2 separate regions of the Mus musculus genome follow, and region 1 is linked to region 2. Evidence: chromatin contacts called from public capture Hi-C data. All regions are on one chromosome and are shown on one strand. Each heading gives the region's core, a stretch centred on a gene start, on an enhancer-like site or on the middle of the called end of the contact. The rest is flanking DNA. Distances are from core to core; before and after follow the strand shown.

Region 1 (5,609 bases), core at 852-3,351, 450 kb after region 2:
GATCTTTCCTGTTGCTTCTAAACTATCTAGGCAATATTAGAATATATCTATCGATTATGCATAAAAGTATTGTCATGTAAAGCTGGCTATGAGTTTTTCATAATATATGTCTGGTGAGCATAAGGTTTGAAGGTTATATATAAAGAGACATCATTTTGCTATTTCCTTATTTGAGAAGAAACATTTAACTTTCTACAACTGAAAAAATTTATTGTTAGAAAGCTGTGTCATTATATTTATGTTTGATGCCAAATTCATTATTTAGGAATTTGGCTCCATTGTATATAAATTACATGGTGCTGTCAGAATACAAATAACTCTGTGCCGCGTTTATTTCTCCCTAGTTTTGTTCTGACATCATAGAAAAGCTTGATACAATGCTTCTCCTGGCCCTGGCATGCCGAGATGATTCTCCTCAGGAAATCAAAGAGAACCTGGTAGAGGCCTACAGTAAAGTGGCAACAGCTGTCCTGGAAAGACTGCAGGAGAGAGGAAAGGAGGTTCCTTCCCGAGCACCACTGAAGAACCTGCACAGCATCCTGTCCTCAGCAACGTATGTCTCTCAGCGGTTCACTCACTATGATAATCTGATGAAAGAGACAACTAAGAAGTGAGTGTCCTTAAATGAAGCTGATGTTCATGCTCTAAGAAACACACACTCTCCAGACTTCACAGAATTGAAATGTTGACGATAATCACTGAGGAGCACATAATAATGGTGGATTATTTTCATCTTTCTCTATTAGGAAATGTTTAAAAGGTCAAATATGGGTCATATCAAACAAATGTGTGGATACTAACAAAGGCGCTCTCTACTAGAGACATGCACAAAAGAGCACACAATGTTCTGCATGGTTTCATGCCAAGACTGAATTTTACCCTGTTCTTTTCCTATTGTACATTAAACTGACCACATAGGAAAGGAAGATCAAAGTTATTTCTGCCCTGCATATAACCATTTGTGAAATAGTCACTTCTTGCTTCTGCTTCCAATCCAACAAGCTGGTAGTAACTGCCAGAGTGAATAAATGCATTTCAATCCATCGCTGTGTCTAGTGTAAACATATTGCAGGACATCTATTTAGTAATAAACTATCCATAATATTTGAAGAGGAAGCATCTGCCAATCTTAATTCTCATGCACTAGTAGTCTAAAAATACAATATGTTTTCTGTATAGAGATAAAAATTGCCATGGGTGCTATCAAGTAGTCGTTTTGGTTACACATGAATTTTGTAAATCCTACCATAGCTCCTTGAAATAAACATGTGGACTTGCCAGTCCAGTGCAGTCCAAGAATCTATTCTATATTCTTTATTCAGCCTTCATAGTCTCTTAAGTTATGAAAGACAGAAGTGTGATATAAATAGCTGAAGATAAAAGTGAAATAAATTTGGCTCACTGTAGGATACAGTTATGTTATTTCTTTAATTCTCATAAGTCATCAGATGTTGTGATTCATACTTGAATTTATAAACAAAATATGGCAGAAACCGCTTCATTTCAGTAGACTATTCTAAAACAGTTTATAAGATAATTGACATCTACAAAATTACAATTTTTAAAAAATAAAGACAGTGTGTATGAGATGTGATAGCTTTAGAATAGTTCATTCTGACAAGTGTATGTTGTTCTCCAGTAATGATAACCTAATGCCTAAATAATGCACTAATCTCTAATAATAGGCTTACAAAGAATACTTTAAGTTTTGAATGATCTATTGACAATACAGTTCGTCTCCAGTTGAAGTGCATATTTGTAGAACAGCAGATGTACATTTCAAAGGACTTGCAAAACAAAGAAAGGCTCCCCCCACCCACTTTTTTTTTTTTTTTTTTTGGAAAGTGAATGTGGATACAGCCTTCAGCTTTGGGGGGAAATGAATGATTGATATCTAATAATGAAAACCATTCTTAGTGCTGGGGGTTGTTACCTCCTACTGCACAGACCTTAAATCTCTGTCTCTTTGATCATTCCCTCTGAACAGACCCATATTCCTGGTGCCTGTCCAGCGCTATCAGGAATTCATCAACACTGTCCAGTTTCAGGTTACGGACTACTGCGCCAGAGTTTGTGCTATGAGCATTTTACAGGATGCTGAGAGCCACCACTGGGATGACTACAAAGCTTTTTATGAGGTGTGAAGTTTACTGTTCGTCCTTTTTACACAAACATGTTTTACTGCCTACCTGCTTTCTAGCTAATTAGAAGCATGAGCTCCGTATTGCTAAAACACGACGCCTGTTAGGATAATATTTTTTAAATATTGAATTTGTACTTAGGAAAAACACTCTCTTTAGAAACCTGAAATAAATTAGACATCAGAACTCCCCTTCTGCTTAAAAGTAAAAATAACTTAATTTGAGTTGCAGGATTGCAGCACTGTCTGAACCAGGGTAAAATGAGATTCAATGACAACTCAGAGATAACAAGAGCTGGCTGGATCCTTTGTGTTTTCCCAAAGCTACCAGTTATACATGTCCTTGTGTGTATTTCCACCCTGTTTAATAAATGCTTATTATTAAGTAGCCTTACATTTAAGCTTATTTTTTACTTCTAATTCTTAAGAGTACATTTAAGATGCATCTTACCATTTTGTATTTCACTATTTTCATTCAGCTTGTTTTGATATCCAAACATCTACCAAATGATAAAATATTTAAAATTAATTCCATACAAGGATCAAATATTTATGTATCTTTAACATTTTTTGAGGTTTAAGAGTTTCAGTGACCAGCTTGTCTTTCTTAGCTTTTCCATCCCACCCTTTCTTCTGGATGTCATCTTATGATCTTCATTTTCCTTGATCGTCTGAGCCACTGTGGAGTATTTAGAAAAAGAGAAAGGGCTTTTCTCAGTAATCACTCTTTCCATTCCCCAGCGCAGGAAGTGTTTGTGACTGAAACATCATAGGTGCTGTTAAAACAGAGCAGCCTCTAATGAGAAACTCTTAAAGACATTCCCGTTCTCCTCAGGCTGTCTCTTCTCTCCTTAAAGCCCTCCTCAGGTACTTTTTCCTTTGCAAGAGCATCCATACATCATTTTTCAAACTCAGCATACTTCAAGCATTAGTGGTAGCAGTGAGCAGAGTAAGAGATGAAGGGGCAACAGTACAGCTGGCAGCCTGAGATAAGAAACAAAGTATTGGTCTCCCTTCTCCTGGCAGCATTGCACAATCTACTTGCCTTGAGACAGAAAGTGGAGCCATCTTGTTTCAAACTGTTTCAATATGTCCAGGTACTAATGAACAATTTTGTATGTTTTCAGTGAAGAATAGATATCATTTTGATACATACTCAGGGTATTTGTTTCCTCTTATGCAAATCAAGGACTAGAATAGTTGTGCCCTGTAAATAATAAGTGTATGTGCTGAGAACCTGTTATTGGAGTTACCCAGTATTTACCAAAAATATATATATATCATGTAACAAACACACAGCTCTTAGATCTTATGACAAGGCTTTATCTTCAACAACAGAAATAGAGAACCTGTTCCCCCGTGAGTTCATGCCACTTGAGCTTCCTTATACTTACACGGTCAGTAGTTACAATTTAATTGAGAGTTAATGGTTGTTCTTTGTGTGTAGAGAGGAAATAAAGTGATACTGTTTTCTATTTACCAAAAATAAGATGGTTCATAAAATAACCCCGGTTTTAAACTGCTTTGACAAGTGGTGTACCTGACATGATTGCATCTTGCTTATTGACTCCTTTTTACCTCCTCTGCCACATGGCAGCTGATTTGTGGGAAAGGACTACATTAGAAAAAGTGAGATGTTGCACTGCTGATTGGAAATGAAGTGTTGGACAGGGATCTCAGAGAAACCAATGCCCGCATACACAGTGAAGTAGAGAAAACAGAAAGAATCTACAAGCCAGGGAGTCATGTTTGTGCATGTTATATGATAGCAAGTAAACTAGACACACACATTTCTATAATCTAAATACGTCAGGCTGCAGGGTCCAAAGAGCCAGGCCCTTTCCATTGAAGTTTTGCTCAGATGGTACAATGGGTATTGAGACTGCATGTTTAAAATTAAACTTTCTGGATAGTTGACTTATGCTCAAATTTAGTAACTTGTGTTTTCCAATAATCAAAGAGTAAAGAATTACCTGTTCAGAGATAATGCTGAGTGGCTTCCATAATAAAGCCCAGATGCTTGTTTCCTGATATATAATCTAAGCAAACGCTCACATCTGTTTACATTATAATGGGTTTACAATAACAGATGTCTACTACAGAATACTTTCCAAATGACAACATCAAGGAAACAGGTAAAAAAAAAAAAAGTCATATTTAGCTTAATGAAACCCCTGCCACTCCTACACTGAATTTTATTTATGAATTTATGAAAATTTATTTATGAAATTTATTCATTTAGGAAGAATTGTTAAAACAAAGGGTGTTTTTGTTTTTTACAAAAATCTCAAAAGCATATAGTACATTTTGAGCAGAAAAAAAAATCTCTGTACTAAAGGATAAGTATAAAACGAACTGGTTTTCTGTATTTTAAAATTATGGCAAGTCGTGTTGATCATACTGGTACTCAGGCACATCCCTCACCACCATCCCAGCATTAACTGGGCTCCAGGGCCCCTTTCATTTACAACATCTGAAGCGCTGAGTAAATCAAGCTTTGAGACTCCTCTTAGCTTGACAAGAGTTCCTACAGCATACCACAAACCAAGTGGAGAATTGTTTGCTTTGCTTTCTTGTTCTCTAAGTAGTTTTTAGCCCATCTAAAAAAAGGAAGTCAGAAACCACCTACTCAAAGTCCCTTTCTTTCAAGTCCAAGTTTCCTACACGATAATAGTTCCATTCATTTTTGTATTACCGTTTGAAAACCAATCACTATTATATTAATGACTACAATATTGTAGTAATCAGTGAGCTGCCAGAATAATGCCATGTGACGAAATATCTGCATGAGAAGCTAGTAACTTGGGGTTAGGAGAAGAGCAGGCTCTTTTTGCTTGTTATGAGACAGGATTTTATTTTGTAACACAGAGTGGCCTGGAACTTGTTAAGTTGCTTAGCCTGGCTTCAAGCTCACATCAGTCCTGCTTCCCCTGCCACTCTAGAGCTGGGATGAAGGAGAATCCCATCTCACCAGGCAGGATAACATGTATTTGAAAACTATGCTAGTGGATACAGCAGATTGTAAAAGAGAAATATTTAGGTATGAAGTAGGACATTTTAATGCCTTATGTTTTGATATATTAATATAATCAAATTAAATTTGAAGAACCCATCCTGTTCTCCCTATTTCAGATAATCTTTTGATTTGGTTTGAAGAGATGAGGTCAAACAATTGTCACATATCCCCAAGAGCATATTACTAATTTGTGCTTGCTGGGAATTCCTATCTTCTCCTTATTGTCTGCCCCCTTTGCCTGGCCACTTTTGGTTTCCTTCTGAGACCAGGCAAAAGTTAGCACATGGACAAGATCTCTGGAGGAATCGGGGGGAAAACGACAGTCTGACACCTTGGAAGTATGTAAAAATGTTAAATGATAATAATATGGGCCTACACTTTACAAAATGATGAAAAATTAGATTACTGTTCATCAATTGCTAGTATAAACTATTATTAAAGCACCATTAATCG
Region 2 (5,021 bases), core at 1,686-4,185:
TACTTTCAAAGTTGGAAAAATAGAGATTTTTTTTCCCTAATGGTTCTATATAAGTCAAATGTGAATAACAATAGCCTTTCCACTGGAGATTCAATGAAATATAATTTTACTTGATAAAGTGAACATTAATTTGAGGGCTCCTGCATAGCTGAATCTCAATTTTTTCCTTCAGTTTTAAGGATATAAATCTAATGATTCCTCATTCCATGCTGACCTTATAATCTAATGGGCTCTGGATTGAACAAGAGAGATGTTGAACTATTCAGGGGAAAATGGATGACTTAGTCTTTGACCTTGCTCATCCTTTGACCTTCTGTGGTTTTTATGACATTTGTGATGGTGGCAAAAATTATGGGCCATCTGTTTAAGTAAAAAATGTCTGGATATACCATTAATTAAAATAACCTTAATTCTGAAATTATAAACAATTTTGAGCACAAATAAGCTCTTCATGTGCTTTGTCTTTTATTTATAGAATTTCAGAAAGTTGACATCTATCTTAGTGGTTCATGACAGCAAGTCTCTGCCTAATGTGAAACAAAAGTAAAGAGATAGGATTAAATATATTTTTCCATCTTCAAGTCTTCAAAGGAGCATCCATCCAGAGCAGTGGTTCTCAACCTTCCTAATGCTAGGACCCTTTAATACAGTTTTTTATGCTGTGGTGACCCCCAAACATAAAATTATTTTCATTGCTACTTTATAAGTGTGATTATGCTACCATTATGAATTGTAATATAAATATTTTTGGAGATAGATCTTTGCCAAGTGGGTTGTTACTCACAGGTTGAGAACCACTGATCTACAATATTATAGGGGATTTTACAATCATGAGTGATTCTCTATGCTAAAGCAGGAATATTTTTTGACCTGGTCCAAATGAAGCTATTGTTAGAAGGTATTTGGCATCAGAATACTTTCTCTAAAACAAACCAAACAAGACAAACTTACACGTGACCAACTTTCATATATGTTTTCATTGCTTTTAATTATTGCAGCATACAGTCACATAATTTGAGCACAATTTTACTTAATATTCCAACATTAAATGAGCACAGGGAAGAAAGATTCTGTAATCTTTTAAGTAGCTATCAATCTTACTACAGTTACAAAGAATTTTTTTCCTTTCAAAATGTAGAATTTTTCTTTTGTTACAACACATTCATTGAGAAACATTGTGATACTGTATTAACTCTGTGTGAATAGAGAGCAATTGAGACTCTCTTTGAATGAGTGAGTAGAAAGCACAAATTACTTTTTAATGAAACCCTCAATTCCTTCCCTTTCCACAAAAAGCCTATAGCCTTGTTCGGCAGAACACAACTACAGTAGGTCACTTCAGTTAAGCCCCTAATAAACTATTGATAGTCAAGGAGAGTTTTTTCTTCTGTCTCAATAGCCCAGTGTTGGCCAGTGCACTTCAGATCATTAAGGTTAATACAGATTTAAAAAAGAGATTAACTCTGGTGGTTAAGGCCTCAATTTACAACTCCCACACATATGCACACATTGAGCACAGCACAGGAGTGGATTGAAATTTCAGTCAAATTGTGGACAGCCTTTCACAGCCTGAGAAAGTGGCACTAAGGTTTGAAACTTTGATGCACTAAATTCTTTTAAGGGAAAATGTTTGAGTAACTGAAAATACTTCTAAGTACAATGTCCTCAAGTCAGCTGCCCAGAGAAAGGTTCCTGTTTCTCTGTACCATCAAAGCAAAACTAGGGGCTGACTGGTCCTGTTCACTGGGGAATAATCTTTCCAGCATGAAATCACATGTTCCCTAAAACTGGCCAGATTATGGGACCAGAAAGACCAACTGAGGAGTGTGTATGTGTGTGTGTGTGTGTGTGTGTGTGTGTGTGTGTGTGTGAGAGAGAGAGAGAGAGAGAGAGAGAGAGAGAGAGAGAGAGAGAGAGAGAGAGAGAGAGGAGCCTAATTTCTACTTGTTCATTTCTTCTGTATTGAGTGAGACTTTCTTTGAAGAAAATTTAGTGAGTTATCTTTAAACCGATGATGAGTTCTTTCAAGTTTCAAAAGGAAGAGGAGAGTTCTCTTTCTCAGCCCTTGCTCCCACTTTCTCCAGATTGTGAGTTCTGCTCAGCAGCCCTTCTCTCAGCTTTGCCCTGGGCTGTGGTGGTTCCACACCCCCTCCTCATTTTACCAGGGTTGTAGGAGGTTTGGTTGTTATCGTTTGTGGGTTTTGTTTTTTTTCTCCTGAGGAAGAGGTCACAGCCTCTCCAGGGAGACCAGCTGGTCAGCTTCAGAAACAGTGATACGGGGAACTGGGAACCTTTGAGAAGCTGCTCTGCCTTGCCACTGTGTTAAAGGGTGCCCACACAAACTGTCCTATCCCAGGTGAACTGACTTTGAAAATGAATGTACCATTTCTTTCAGAAAGTAATAGAAGGGGGGGTTATGATTCATAGTCATTAAAATTGTCCCATTAATTGAACATTTCTCCCTAAACTAAGCTGTTCATAAAAGACTTGTAGCATATCAGCCTCATAGTCTAGAAAACAAGTAGTTATTAAAAAGAAATGTTTAGTGCCCCCTTTATTTGCATATACTTTTTTCCATGTTTTCCTTTTGGAAAACTGTCTTCATTGTTGAAAAATATTTAAGTAACAAAACAGCATAAAAAGACACGCTACAGATTTTTTTTTTAAATCGGCCTCTGAGATGAGAGTCTTATTATCTTACAAAATAACAGTGAGCAGCTCAGATTCATTAGCAGAGCTAAATTTAAGCCCCATTTGACAGGCTGCCTAGAAAACATTTTGTTTTGCTGTCTGTGGGCTTTAATTAAGATGTGTTCAATTGCAGTCCTCTTCAGTCTAGCCCCCACCCCCAACTTGCTGTGTCACAGACCAGCGATCAGACACTTTTAGACGGTCCGGCCCATGACTTTGACCTTCTGCGGCAGTCCAGCGTTCCCTGGGGAACCGTTCAACTCATGAGGTCTGATTTCACACTTCCTGGATGCCTCTGCTCTCTTAACAATGACAGGGAGACAAAGCCCTTTAGAGCAGGCCGCATGGGGACTTGTTTAAATTGGAAACCAGAGAGGAGTCAAGGAACAAGGTTAGGGGCTACAGAATAGTGCTTTTAATAAAGAGCTCACAGCTCTGGCTCAGCTCAAAGAGGTCTACCTCTGTACAATTAATTGAGCCATTTATCTGGAGCATCTTAGGTCTCTACTTTCTCACAGACTTGCGTGGTAAATATCAGCTACGAAGCAAATGAGATATGCATGAAATGAATTTGAACACTGTGATTACTGTGCCTCCAGTCTTCATTAAAAGTAAATTTATTTGTATTTCTGACCTCATTATCAGTAGCTGCCTACGTTTTTATTGGTTCCTATGATTTCCAGCTTGAGTGTGTCATGAAGGTATATTATATGCAGAGATTGGGATTTATTATTCTTGGTATGTCCCCTAAACATTATGGGTCTATTCTGAAAAAGAAAATAAAAAAGCAGGCTGTAGAAGAGAAAAATCAAGTCAGATCCTGAAAGCTATTATGGCCAGTTGGAGACATTAGTAGCATGCAGGTATACATAGATATAATATATATAATATATATCGTATATACAATATTATATGTAAAACAGCCTTTAAATAATACACTCTCCTTAAAAAATAACCAGTGTGTTCATTTAGCAAATTGTACAAAATGCATGTAGTTGTTGTGTCAAATGTTTTTCCAAATCCTGTTGTCTTGTTGAATGGGGACGCCAGCTTGTTTCCCCCATGGCATTGTAGCAGTATGAGTTTTAGCAACATGGACCTGTAGTTGCCATTGTCATGTAATTATGCTGACAGTGTCCAATAAGCATTGTCTTCATTTTATGATCATTAGTTAAAATCTATGATGGAAGAAGAGAATATATGCAGCCTTTAAAATATACATCATTCCACCTAATGGAGCAGATAAAAGAAGAGAGTAAAATAATTTATAGCTAAAGGAAATACATGAAGGTATTGCCATTATTTACTATCTTAAGATTATATTTGTTACAGAAATGGATGCACACAGTCATCCATTGGACATAGCACAGGGTCCCCAATGAAGGAGCTAGAGAAAGGACCTAAGGAGCTGAAGGGGTTGGCAGCCCCATAGGAGGAACAACAATATGAACTAACCAGTACCCCAGAGCTCCTAGGGACTAAACTACCAATCAAAGTGTACACTTGATGGGACTCATGGCTCCAGCTACATATGCAGCAGAGGCTGGCCTAGTCGGTCATCAATGGGAGGAGAGACCCTTGGTCTTGTGAAGGCTCGATGCTCCAGTGTAGGGGAATTCCAGGACAAGGAAGCAGAAGTGGGTAGGTTAGTGAGCAGGCGGTGGAGGGTAGGAAGGCTTTACAAGTGGAAATGAGGAAAAGGGATAAAATTTGAAATGTTAATAAAGAAAATTTAAAAAGAAAAGAAAGATTGTGTTTGTTGATACAAAGAATAAATATCAAAAAATTGAACTGTTTCCAAGGTATGCTTTATGTCCATGATATAAGTTAATGTCTCCATTTGCTTTTGAATAAGCTACATAAGTTTTTTAGCAGTATACTTTGATTAACTATTTTATCTAATTCATAAAGCATCAGAAGGCATTCTTGTTATGATAATGTACATGATTTAGAAAAATATCCATATGTACAAACTCACATGGGATATATGCATTAAGGTTCTTCAGATATTTGCTAAGAATGAAACTAGCTCACAGAAGCTTCAGAACCTGCGGCAGTTGGGCCTTCTGTCCCCTTTCGTCCCACACTCCCCTCACCAGGAACTTGCTTTCTTTTAGTATTGCATTTTAAAAAATTCAGACTGTAAATGCAGAAACTGAAAAGTACCCTTTTAACAATAAGCCATTCTTATCAAATATATGTTAAAAGCATAAAGGAAAGGCATAATTTAGCATGAATGCTGGACTAGCCTGCTTCTGAACCAGTGTTACAAATGGAATTACAGAAATCACGTATGATTCATATGCAGGTCACATGGATAGAAGATTCTA

What was found. Capture Hi-C pulls out chosen DNA fragments and counts their contacts.
Region 1: a capture Hi-C map of embryonic tail shows a contact between it and region 2, with 2.0 times the contacts expected there. The contact joins two enhancer-like sites. A contact is called at or near these places in 1 of 115 datasets of contacts at active chromatin or transcription factors (astrocytes) and 1 of 9 other capture datasets (embryonic tail).

Annotation. Positions count from the first base shown.
Region 1 is chr13:77,261,545-77,267,153 of GRCm38.p6, forward strand. 2210408I21Rik (RIKEN cDNA 2210408I21 gene) reads left to right here. Exons shown (of 20, transcript NM_001145676.1): 8 at 345-610; 9 at 1,988-2,138. Among named protein-coding and RNA genes, the nearest start is that of 2210408I21Rik, 130 kb to the left of the region's middle. Within about 2 kb of position 2,102, at least 8 of the 459 cell types and tissues checked have an H3K27ac peak or open chromatin away from gene starts, as enhancers often do. A contact at or near this core is called in embryonic tail, where this site is marked.
Region 2 is chr13:76,807,771-76,812,791 of GRCm38.p6, forward strand. All of the region lies in intron 10 of Mctp1 (multiple C2 domains, transmembrane 1), which reads left to right. Among named protein-coding and RNA genes, the nearest start is that of Gm24519, 210 kb to the left of the region's middle. RefSeq lists an enhancer at 2,109-4,109. Within about 2 kb of position 2,936, at least 53 of the 459 cell types and tissues checked have an H3K27ac peak or open chromatin away from gene starts, as enhancers often do. A contact at or near this core is called in embryonic tail, where this site is marked.